Regions from separate parts of the Zea mays genome. Here regions 1 and 3 are each linked to region 2. Evidence: chromatin contacts called from public Hi-C data. All regions are on one chromosome and are shown on one strand. Each heading gives the region's core, a stretch centred on a gene start, on an enhancer-like site or on the middle of the called end of the contact. The rest is flanking DNA. Distances are from core to core; before and after follow the strand shown. Region 1 holds the start of LOC100284371. Region 2 holds the start of LOC100279280. Region 3 holds the start of LOC103636980 (Protein PLASTID MOVEMENT IMPAIRED 2).

The links. A called contact is a pair of places that touch in the nucleus more often than the background predicts.
Region 1: a Hi-C map of ear shows a contact between it and region 2, with 1.8 times the contacts expected there. The contact joins the promoter of LOC100284371 here to the promoter of LOC100279280 in region 2. A contact is called at or near these places in 3 of 25 Hi-C or Micro-C datasets (bundle sheath, ear and tassel).
Region 3: a contact with region 2 is called in a Hi-C map of tassel, with 4 times the contacts expected there. The contact joins the promoter of LOC103636980 here to the promoter of LOC100279280 in region 2. A contact is called at or near these places in 2 of 25 Hi-C or Micro-C datasets (ear and tassel).

The regions. Positions count from the first base shown.
Region 1 is chr8:65,923,094-65,926,580 of Zm-B73-REFERENCE-NAM-5.0, forward strand. It overlaps LOC100284371, which reads left to right and starts at 2,238. Exons shown (of 4, transcript NM_001157266.1): 1 at 2,238-2,631; 2 at 3,231-3,487. The coding sequence starts at 2,529.
Region 2 is chr8:65,327,375-65,331,264 of Zm-B73-REFERENCE-NAM-5.0, forward strand. LOC100279280 reads right to left here and starts at 2,459. Exons shown (of 15, transcript NM_001152301.1): 1 at 2,308-2,459; 2 at 2,080-2,149; 3 at 1,779-1,876; 4 at 450-588; 5 at 234-361; 6 at 6-98. The coding sequence starts at 2,397.
Region 3 is chr8:66,147,562-66,151,566 of Zm-B73-REFERENCE-NAM-5.0, forward strand. It overlaps LOC103636980 (Protein PLASTID MOVEMENT IMPAIRED 2), which reads right to left and starts at 1,658. Exons shown (of 2, transcript XM_008659273.4): 1 at 798-1,658; 2 at 1-721. The coding sequence starts at 917. It overlaps LOC111590087 (U5 spliceosomal RNA), which reads right to left and starts at 1,798; the gene lies at 1,679-1,798.

The DNA of each region.
Region 1 (3,487 bases), core at 988-3,487, 600 kb after region 2:
CAGAGTATGCGGGGCGCCATCATTGCCTATCTGGTGGAGCGAGCCAGATGGGACGCCGGTCTTGTTCCCTGTGGCTCGAGTCAGCTTGGGGTGGGGTGATGATGGCGCCTCTTGTTGACGAGGCTAGTCTGCGCCCTAGGTTGGGCGATGTGGAAGCTCCTCCGAAGCCGAGGTTGAGTCTGTCTTCCGTGGCCGAGGTCGAGTCCGAACCCCTGGGTCGGGCGAGGCGGAGGCCGTCGGCTGAGGCCAGGGCGGAGTCCGAGCCCTGGGGTCGGGCGAAGCGGAGTTCGTCGTCTTCTGGGGCTGAGCCCAAGTCCGAGCCCTGGGTCGGGCGGAGCGGAGTTCGTCGTCTTCTGGGGCTGAGCCCAAGTCCGGGCCCTGGGTCGGGCGGAACGGAGTTCGCCGTCTTCCGGGACTTAGCCCGAGTCCGAGCCCTGGGTCGGGCGGAGCGGAGTTCGCCGTCTTCCGGGACTTAGCCCGAGTTCGAGCCCTGGGTCGGGCGGAGCGGAGTTCGCCGTCTTCCGGGACTTAGCCCGAGTCCGAGCCTTGGGTCGGGCGGAGTGGAGTTCGCCGTCTTCCGGGACTTAGCCCGAGTCCGAGCCCTGGGTCGGGCGGAGCGGAGTTCGCCGTCTTCTGGGACTTAGCCCGAGTCCGAGCCCTGGGCCGGACGAAGCGGAGCTTCCTATGGTGCCTCCGGCTAGGCCTGACTGCATGTCAGCCTCACTCTGTCAAGTGGCACCGCAGTCGGAGCGGCGCAGGCGACGTTGTCTTTCTGTCAGACCGGTCAGTGGAGCGGCGAAGTGACGGCGGTCACTTCGGCTCTGTTGGCTGAGGGGCGCGCGTCAGGATAAAGGTGTCAGGCCACCTTTGCATTAAATGCTCCTGCGATTCGGTCGGTCGGTGCGGCGATTTAGTCAGGGTTGCTTCTTGGCGAAGACAGGGCCTCGGGCGAGCCGGAAATATGTTCGCCGCTGGAGGGGGGCCTCGGGCGAGACGGAGATCTTCCGGGTTCGGCTGCCCTTGTCCGAGGCTAGGCTCGGGCGAGACGCGATCGAGTCCCTCGAATGGACTGATCCCTAACTTAATCGCACCCATCAGGCCTTTGCAGCTTTATGCTGATGGGGGTTACCAGCTGAGAATTAGGAGTATTGAGGGTCCCTAATTATGGTCCCCGACAATACTATTTATAGAATAAAGTTTAAAATAGGTGATAAAATAGAGAATCTGTTAGATATGACTTTAATAGTACTCCATTCGTTCACAAATGTTTGTCGCTATGATATTCGTGTCACCCAAACTTTATTAAAATTGACTAGATTTATTGAATTTATTAGCAACATTTGTATTTTCGAATAATTTTACTAAAAATAGATTCAAGGACCTAATGATACTAATTATGTATCATAGATATTAATATTTTTATATAAATGTGGTTAAAGTTAAAAATAATTGATTAGTAGGGAAAAGGCAGCCGGAAAACGGGGACAATCAGATAGACAGCGCGGGTTTAGAGATGGCAATGGGTAAATACCCACCGGGTATTACTACCCCATACTCATACCCACGACAAAAAAATAACCCCACCGGGTCACCCATATACACTGGTGGGTATGGATTTACCCCCATACCCATACCCACGTGGGTATGGGTCACCCATCGGGTCACCCGTACCCACAAAAATTAAACATCTATCAAAATATTATATTATACAAATATCAAGTATATCCATCTAAATACCATTACAAAATTTCTAGCATCATTTAACCATCCATTCAACACACATTGGGTGAATTACATGTTCCATTACCTGGTCATTAAATTGTCGTTAAGCCTTCTATGACATAATGACCTAAAAGATTATTAAATAGTAAAAAAGATGGATGACTAAAGTCTAAGTTCATGCTTGAGCTAAGTTTATATTGGGTATTTTATACCCACGGGTTAACGGGTATGGGTGAAGGTGGAACGTTCTAATACCCGTTTACCCATTGGGTGAAGATTTTTGCCCAATAACAGACCCACGGGTAGAATATTTAGCCCACATACATACCCTAATGGAGTAAATACCCATCGGGTATCGGGTCGCGGGTACCCATTGCCATCTCTACGCGGGTTCCCTCTTCTTCCTGAGGATGTGCGTGTGTTTGTTGGAATTTTTCAGAGGAAGAAGGGAAAAGCCTAGGAAAGCCACCGCTCACCTTCTCCGGAGCACCCCCACCACCAAACACAGCTAACAGCTTGGTGGGATGGGGGGAAAAGGCTTCCCTTTGGCTTGCCTGTGAGTGGGATCTCTTCTTCCTCCCCCAGAGCCCCTGCCCTCTTCCGCCGACAGCGAGAAAGCACGCGGCGCACAGCAACACGTCCCTGCCGTTCCTTTTGACTCCGGGGATCCCTCTCCTCCTTGCCTGCCGAGGAACCCACTAGCTTCCTACTACTTCCCCTCCGTCCTCTCGATCCCTCTCCCCGTTCCCTTGACCACCCGAGCATCAAGTGGCGGGGAGGGAACGCGGCGGCGCGGGCGAGGACCGATGGAGAAGGGGAGCGCGCCGGCGATGGCCCTGGCGCTCGCCATGCTTCTCGCCTGCTCCAGCATCGCTGCCGTCACGGCGCAGGAGACCGAGCGGATCGAAGGTACGCGGCGGCGGCGCGACCCCTCTATGCTTGTGTTCCTTTCCATCTTGCTTCTGATCTAGATGAGCACGTTCTTGTCAGTTTGTAGGGATCGAGCTACTCGTATTCTCTAGTGTTCTTTTTGCTCCTAGTACATACGTTTTCTCTAGTGAATTGGCAAAGCAAGAAGTTAGTATGACAGCTTGAGCTGTTTGGCCTCTGAACCCTGAATCCATATGCTACTGGGTTACAGATAACCAGAATGCAGGTTGATCCTTCGGTGTCCTTTTCATAGTTATTTGATCTGGTTAAAAACACCTTTTTTATCCGAACATCCTGCTCCTGCTGACATACACGCTTCAATTTTTTGTCGTTGACCAACTGATGCACTCTGTAGTGCCAAGTAACCCATCAAGCTTGACAAACAGGATCGTACTCAGTGGAGCATTCGATAGTACATGATGATAACCATCATTCATTCAGTTTAACATAGGCACACAATTCGTTTGAGACATGCAGATTGCTTAGCTAGCGGACCGTTGCTTCAGGGTTTTCTTAGCTAGGTATATTCTTTTCCCCACTTTTATGCTAGCCCTAATGCCGTGGCCAACAAAATGCAGGAAGCGCTGGTGATGTGTTAGAAGATAACCCTGTTGGGAGGCTCAAGGTCTTTGTCTATGATCTCCCCAGCAAATACAACAAGAAGCTGCTGAAGAAGGATCCTAGGTGCCTGAACCACATGTTTGCCGCCGAGATCTTCATGCACAGGTTCCTGTTGTCGAGTGCTGTCCGAACTTTTAATCCTGAGGAAGCAGATTGGTTCTACACGCCCGTATACACGACATGCGATCTCACCCCCAAGGGTCTTCCCTTGCCT
Region 2 (3,890 bases), core at 1,209-3,708:
ATCACCCGACATCCAACAAGTCGGTACAGTAACTGCTGCAATGCTGGCAGCTGCTCTAACAGATCCTGTGAATCCAACTCTCTCGTTCTACTGTGACCCTGAGGGCAAAAAGAGAGTTAGTTAACGAATTAATTAGTAAACTGGAATTAGTACCGGAATTAAACACAGTTGCAATCCTCAAAACTAATCATTTGCAAGCTTGAAGTACCAAACTGAGATGCAATGTTTCAGACCTTTTCAGGACCTTGACCTTGTTTGGACAAGCGCTCAGCTTCGACATCATATTTCAGAACTCTGAAGCATTCCAACCTTTCCTCCAAATACAAACCATATGTGCGCACCCAGGCAGAACAATCCCAAGCTGCACATAACCCGGTATCAAAAACAAGGAAATCATGAGGCGATAAGCAGGGTAAGGGCAAAATTTCTACCAAGCTAGAAATTCTAACCAATTGGACTGGAGTCATCCTTAAAGTTTGAAAGTTGCAGGATCCGTCCCCTCTGTGTAAAGTTGAGAAGCTCTTCTCGAAATGTAGGATCACCCTCGCGAAGAAGTCTATGGATCACTACAAGTGCTTTTAGAGCAACCTGCATGTGACAAAAAGGATATATATGAAATTAATTACCAGCATATGAAATCAGAGAACAATTTTAATTTTTTTCTCGTAACTGCAACATTTAGCTTTGCTAATCATTCATGAAGAACCTTGAATGGAAATACTAGTTACTACCAAAAGAGAACCAATCATTTTCAAACAATTATCAGAAACATCATATAAGCTAGATCCAAAAAGTTTCAATGCAAAAAAGAATGCAACTTTAAACTTCCTTCAAAACCCCATTTATTTAACATGATTCAGAAAACTATAAACAGCCAATCTACTAATCTAGCATACACTGAAACTCTATATTTCCAAACAAAACAACGCATTGCAACTTCTGCTATCCAGTTGTAAATCTTTGATAAAAACATATTACATTTGAAGTCACATATTTTCATCTCAAATCGTAAATAGTATTAACTTGCCTAGGGTATCAACCATAAGTAAGATTCTTTCTCTAGAACACGCAGGAGATCTGTGCATCTTTTAATTAGAGGTAAGAGAAAGAAAGAACATCCCATACAACACAACCCTCATATCTCACCGGAGAGTAAGCAGGGGACGCCTTATATAGCACTAGAAGAACCACAAACACCTGAAAGAAAAATCCGAAGAATGACCCTAGCCTGCACTAATCAGGTTAGTCCTAGCCCCTGACCTATGACAATTCCTGAAGCTTTCGACCTCCAAGCCAAGGCCCCAAATTCTCATCTCCTCCAATATAAAATACAGATAGCCATTGAGAGAGGGGGGAAGCGCCATAAAAGACACACTTGTTTCTGTGAATCCATAATGTTCAAGCACCTAAATGACAGCACTGTCAAATCCCTTCTTGCTAGCCTTATCAATCTTCTGGCTGGACGCAATTAACAAGCAGCATACTGTGTGTTGTAATGTCATTTGAATCAAGTCAATTGTTCACACTTACTCACCCAATGCTCTGCATTCTATTTGAATCAAGGCTTCGTTCATGCTTACAATCAACTCAAACAGATATTCCATATCCCATCAGGGAAATATATCATCCAGAGTATAACCCAAATCTCCTTAATACGATGCATGATTGTGTGCAGAATGTTCGCAAAGAGAATGTCCAATTAAAATTACATCCAAAAACAACTAAATCTCAAGACTAAGCACCAACAAGGAAAAATAGCATTCAGGCATAGAACTTACGATCCAGTTGCGGGTCTTGGCAAGACGGCGGGCAAGCGCGTGGATGCAGTAGGCGACATCTGCCCGAGGCCTGGTGATGGACGTCGCTGCAACAACCCCTGTGATACCACCACGCAACAATCAACCATCATTAAACACTGCACGAACCCAAAAGCACGCACGCCCTTCCCTCCCCCCTTCAGAGCCTCCCCTCGCCACTTATAGGCACGATCTAATTCCGCCCGCCCCCAATAGAAAAACACTAAATTAGGCCGAAGCCTAGATACGCGGAAACACGGGGTATAAGAACAAATCAACGCACTGCGCAGGTGTCGCTCCTTAGGCGGGCACTCCACGTGGTTAGTCGCCTTCACGATCGCCACATCCAGATCCTACAAAAGCGAGTAGACGCCAATCAAAACCAGCAGATCCGAGCATGCTCCCGCGCCGCAGCACACCACTGGAGACTAGGGTTTGAAGGAACTGCCCAAACATAGGTCGGAAAAAATCCGGGAAAATCGGGGGGAAAGATACCGGATCGAAGGCACACCTTGAAGTCGGAGTTGAGATTGGCGATGCTAACGGTGGTGGTGTCCTTGATGGCGCCGTAGGCCTTGCGCCAGCTCTGCATCGACGCCATTTCCTCGGCGGGCCGCTTCGTCCACCTCGCCGGCCGGTGTTCTCCTCTTTGGCTCTTTTTTCTAATGTATTTCTGGACAGACTGGACTTGTTCTGGTTCCGGGGGACGCGTTAGGGCTTGTTTGGGGTTTTTTCTATTTCATCCTCAGGGCGGTTTTGCTGGCGTGTAAAATTTCGCCGACGGGAGGAGATTAAAAAAATAAAAATGAACAAGGCGTGGCTGCCTTTTTGCCGTTTTGCGAAGTTGCCTTGCCTACGAGTACGAGAGCGGGTGCGGCTCGACCGCTCGACCGCTCGAGGGCGGTTTACGAGCGGAAGGTTCGAGGCTTGAGGAAGGCGACGCCCGACGCCTATTCGCATTAAAAAAAAACTCCTTTGAACTAACATAAAATGTTTTTCCCTTTATGGCATGGCATTCAACGCTGATGGCTGTTTGTTCCTGACTAAATTTTAGTTCATAACATCAAACATTCAAATAACAAATCAATCTGATTGGTAAGACAAAATATATTAGCTTATTATACATCCATTTTAAACATTTACTTTTTTTCTTCTTGCATGTTAAGCACATGGTCACCTATGGCTATCATTATTCTTTTCATGATAGACCAACTCGCTAAACATTCAGGTGTGGACTTAGATCTATCTTTTATTCACAACGCGTAGAACAAAGATCAGTTCTCTGATTGTCGTGATTATCAAAAACCATACGTGTACACGATAGTTTCAGTGTATGCTCCAAAGAAATACACGGACGAATCCAAAGAAGTGAAGTGTCTCATGTGGAAAAAAACGTATTCTATGGCCTCATGCCTCTGTGTCAGAACGGACAGATAAAATCTCGTCCCGATCTGTACCGTTTTCTATATTTGATTCGACCGTTTTTGTATATTAAAAAATATGAAAACGGGACAGAAACGGAAGAGAGTTTATTCCGTCCGTTTTTGCGGGATCCTGTTTTTATCCGGATTTTATCCGTATTTATTCTGTATTTGATAAATATGGGACGAGCCTAATATGCATAGTATATAAACTAAAGTCTCGTGTCTTTAGGTGACAAATTATAACACCAGTGGCCATTGTAATCATCGGCTCTTTTCAATGACAAATGGTTTAAAGTCTTAAACAATATCGGATGTAACTAAATGTACACCATTAGCAATCAAACAACAATAGAATGTTGCGTCTCTATATCTATTTGTTTTATGTTATTGTTCTTCTAATCAAATACTAGTCAAACATCAATATCATTTTTATTTTTTATTTATATTAAATTATAAGTTTTTGTTAGTATTTCTGTTTTTGTTCGTTTTCTCAATTTCGTTTATCTCGCTCACGTTTCCGTTTCCAACTATTCCGGATATGAAAACGGGAGAGAAGTTTTCCGTCGGTTTTCATCCCTATGGGTGTCATCAGGCACTCCGATCGTACGAACAGACGCCTTCTCGCGTCGACCAATGAAACGGTGTTGGGATGTGGACCCCTTCTTCTACC
Region 3 (4,005 bases), core at 408-2,907, 820 kb after region 2:
CCGTCGGTGCGGTCTCGGCGTCCACGACGGCGTGGGCCGTCGCCGGCACCGCCGCCGCCGTGTCCGCGGACTCGAGTCCCACGTCGGAGCTGCTGGCGGTGGCGAACCTCTCGTCAGGGTCGCTCGCTCCGAGGCTCCTGTCCCTACGCAGCACTAAGGCACGCGCCCTCGTGTCCTGCACGCCCTGCTTGCGGAATCCACCGGCCACGGCGAGCTCCATTATGCCTGGGCCACGCTCCTCGTTTCCCTCGCCGGCCTCTCCCTCCGCACCGTCGAGGGGAGGCGGACCGGGGCTCGTCGCTCTGGGCGTCGGCGTCTCCGCGACTCCCTCGGCCTCGGCCTCGGCCTCCCTCGCGGACTTCACCTCGCGCTGCAGCTGCCGGAGCTCCCTCTTGACGCGGTCCAGCTCCTGCATCACCTCGACGAGCAGCGTGCTGCTCTGATCCCGAGGATGGTCGGCGGCGTCCACCACCAACCCCGTCTTCTTCCTCCTGCTGCCGCTGGCACGTGTTCTTTGGAGCTCCGGCCTGTGAGAAGCCCTCGCCGTGGCGGCGTTGGCCTGCTCGACCTGCCGCTCCAGTTCCTGGGCCATGCCAGTCGCCCTTGACAGCTCGGACTCGGCACGGCCGCGCTCCCGCTCCGTGACGACGGCCCTGCGCTGGTCCAGCAGCCGCTCCAGGGTGGGTGATTGTGATTCGCTCGCAGTCGCGGGTGAGAATTTCTGCATGCATGCGCCACGGTCGGTGTCAAGCGCAGCACATCATTTTCATTTTCAGAGTTGAGAATTCAGATGGTACCTTGTTGGCGGCTCTTCTCCTGCTCCTCCCCGGCCTCCTCACATCGATGCTCTGGCCAAAAATGCTCATGGCCTCTCCCGACCTGATCTCTCCCGAGTTCTGCTCCATTTTACTCTCCATGTCCTTGAAAGATCTCTTAGAAGCTTGGTTATATAGTAGGACGGCAACAACATAAACGACAAGCGTTGGCGTTGAAGTTCCAAGCCTGGGAATGCATGGCAAAATTCAGAGGAGCCCCCCTCACTAGAAAAGCACATACAAAATACATCACAGTCGCAGCTCTACAGTATCCATGCTGTTGCTGTGGGGCATTCCTAGAAAGCGACCAAAATACCCAGCTCGCATTTCCCTTCATTTTCTTTTCGAAAATTGCTTCCTTGTTAACTCAGTTGCCTTGGTGGTTGGTTGGTTCATTGGACAGAATATAAATGGAGGTCCCGAGATCAGTTTGGGTGCTCCCACCAGCTAACGGCAGCCTGTGTGCAGAGGACAACGCCCGTGCCTTGGAGACTCCTGCGGGCTTACTAGCAAATACCAGACAACCACCTTGCTGTTGGCGCCTGTGTGCATAGGACAAGCTGTGGAAAATGTATCATCACCATCGTGAATTGCGGTGCATGAGCTTCATCCAGGGAATTGCTGCATTGTGCAGAGTCAGATCAGCAGCAAAGCGAGAACACTCGGCACCTGATGCTGCGATGACAACACAGTTGCCTTCTCCTTTTTGAAGATTCAGTTGCCTTCTCCTGTCTGGCTGATGAATTGAATTGATAAATAAAAGAATATTGTTGCTTGAGGCCATATAAGAACTAGAATTGAGACTGGTTGTTTGAATGAGAATTGAGAATTTAAATTAATTAAATTACATTGAATTTGTTGGGGTCCTCCCTAAATAGGAGAACACCCTTAAAAAATTAAGGTATGCTGCTAATTATGATGAGCACACAGTATTCTTTAGTAAAAGGCGAAAGAATAGTTCGCTTTGTGCTCACCACACAGCTCCGTGTTTTAGTCTGGTGACACCAACCCCTCTCTTATAACTTGTCCCGTAACCCTATGTCTATCAGCTCCACGATAAGGTACTAATAATCCCATGATCAACACCTACTTTCGGCCGAGTCTTCTGTCCAGGGTTCAAGTGGGCTGTTCTACATCCATCCATGGGCCGTCCAGCAATGAATCGTGCGGAGTCTGGCCTGCCAACGATTTCACAAGTGAAGTTCCACGCTGGCCGCTGGCTTCGAGCTTGCTGGACGCGCAGTCAGCGTCTTTAACGAGTTCTTTTTTTATTCGTTTCTTGCCAAAAGGGCTATCAAGGCGACCCTATCAAAGCAGCCCAGAGGCCACGGCCCATGTGCTGAACATCATTTGCAGCCCACGAGTTGGTCTGACCTATTTTTGCTGATACGTGTTCTGGAGTGAAAGGAAGTCTATTTTAGCTCTACCTCTATGTGAGTATCCGTGGTCTAATTTTTCTTACTAAATTTTAAAATTATATATATATATAGATATATATTACCTCCAAAGTTTTAAAACTTTTTATATTACGTCTCTATCTTAACTTGAATTGGTTTTAAAGGCAGTTTCATCATTTGTATTAACAAAATAAAAACTGTGTCTCTGTTAGATACTTGGTAAAACTTTTAAACGTAAAAAATGTTCCTAAGTTTATAGTTTTTAAGCAAACTCCAGAGTTAGATTAGGACAAGAAAATCCAAATAAAATATTTAGATCTCATGTTGGTATCCATATTCCCTAGAAGCTCTAAAGAATATATTTAGCTCTGGCAAGATTAAAAATGTATCTAAAAAAACTTGAAAATTTTGGTAAAACGTTATAGTCAATGTTTAAACATGTCTTAATAACTTTCTGCGACAAAAAAAGGTGCGGAGTATAAGATACAACTAGCATGAATGCAGCTTAAATGGTGAACAACGCAAATATATTTTTGCGGTAGCGGACAGATGTCCAACTTGTCACCGATCAAATTGATTTCAGACCTAACAAGATATAAACAAACGTCATCGTCTCGTTATTCTAAAAATTATTTTGAAAACGACACAAGATGAAGACCTTTGAATTGATTATTTCAGAATCAACTCAAAGCTCGGGGGCTACACCTATTGGGTGCGCCTTCGGTGCACCCAACAGATTCACAATGCCTGAAAGCCAAATGCTGATTTGAAAAGCAAAAGTATGAAGACCTTTGAATGGAATACTTCTAAAATCCACTCAAAGCCCCGGGACTACACAACTGATTCACAATGCCTGGAAGCCAAATGCTGATTTGAAAAGCAGAAGGATGAAGACATTTGAATGGATTACTTCTCAAATCCACTCAAAGCTCAGGGGCTACACTCATTGAGTGCACCTTCAGTGCACCCAACAGATTCACGACACCCTGAAGCCAAGTGCTGATTTCAAAAGCATAAATATGAAGACCTTTGAATGGATTACTTCTAAAATCCACTCAAAGCTTGGGGGCTACACCCAATGGGTGCACCTTCGGTACACCTAACAAATTCACGACGCCCTGAAGCCAAGTGTTGATTTCAAAAGTATAAAGATGAAGACCTTTGAATGGATTACTTCTAAAATCCACTCAAATCTCGGAGGCTACACCCAATGGGTGCACCTTTGGTGCACCCAATGACCCAACAGAGGTACAAATGATCAAGTCATGCCACAAACCCATGGGCAGGACCAGGAACCTTTGAGTCGATTATTTTAAAATCAACTCAAAGATTAGGGGCTTGTGGGGGACAGATATCCCCTGGGTCCACTAAAAGGCGAAAAACCTTGCGTGGGGCCACAAACTAGTCACCCCACAAGGTCATCTCATCGTGGGCTGGACAAAGATTACAGTTGAAATGGGCCAACTCAAGAAGGCGATGGGCTCGCGCTCGGGTCGTTCGCAGATTAGGCATAATCTCGAGGGAGCCGTTTGCCTTTCCCACGCCCGACGCCCTCAAATGCGGGAGATAGATCGGAACGAAGCCACCGGGTTTTCCTTAAGATAAGCAAAGTCTCTTCGCTATTAACTAGGAGATAAGCTGGAAGAGTGTGATCAGCGTGTGTATAGGGAGTGTCCCACGGTGGTGTATATAAGGCCTAGGGGGAACCCCATCATTTTCATCTCATTAGCACCTCTCTACTCGGTAAACACCACTTGTAAACACACCACACATACAGAGCCACCATAGGAAGT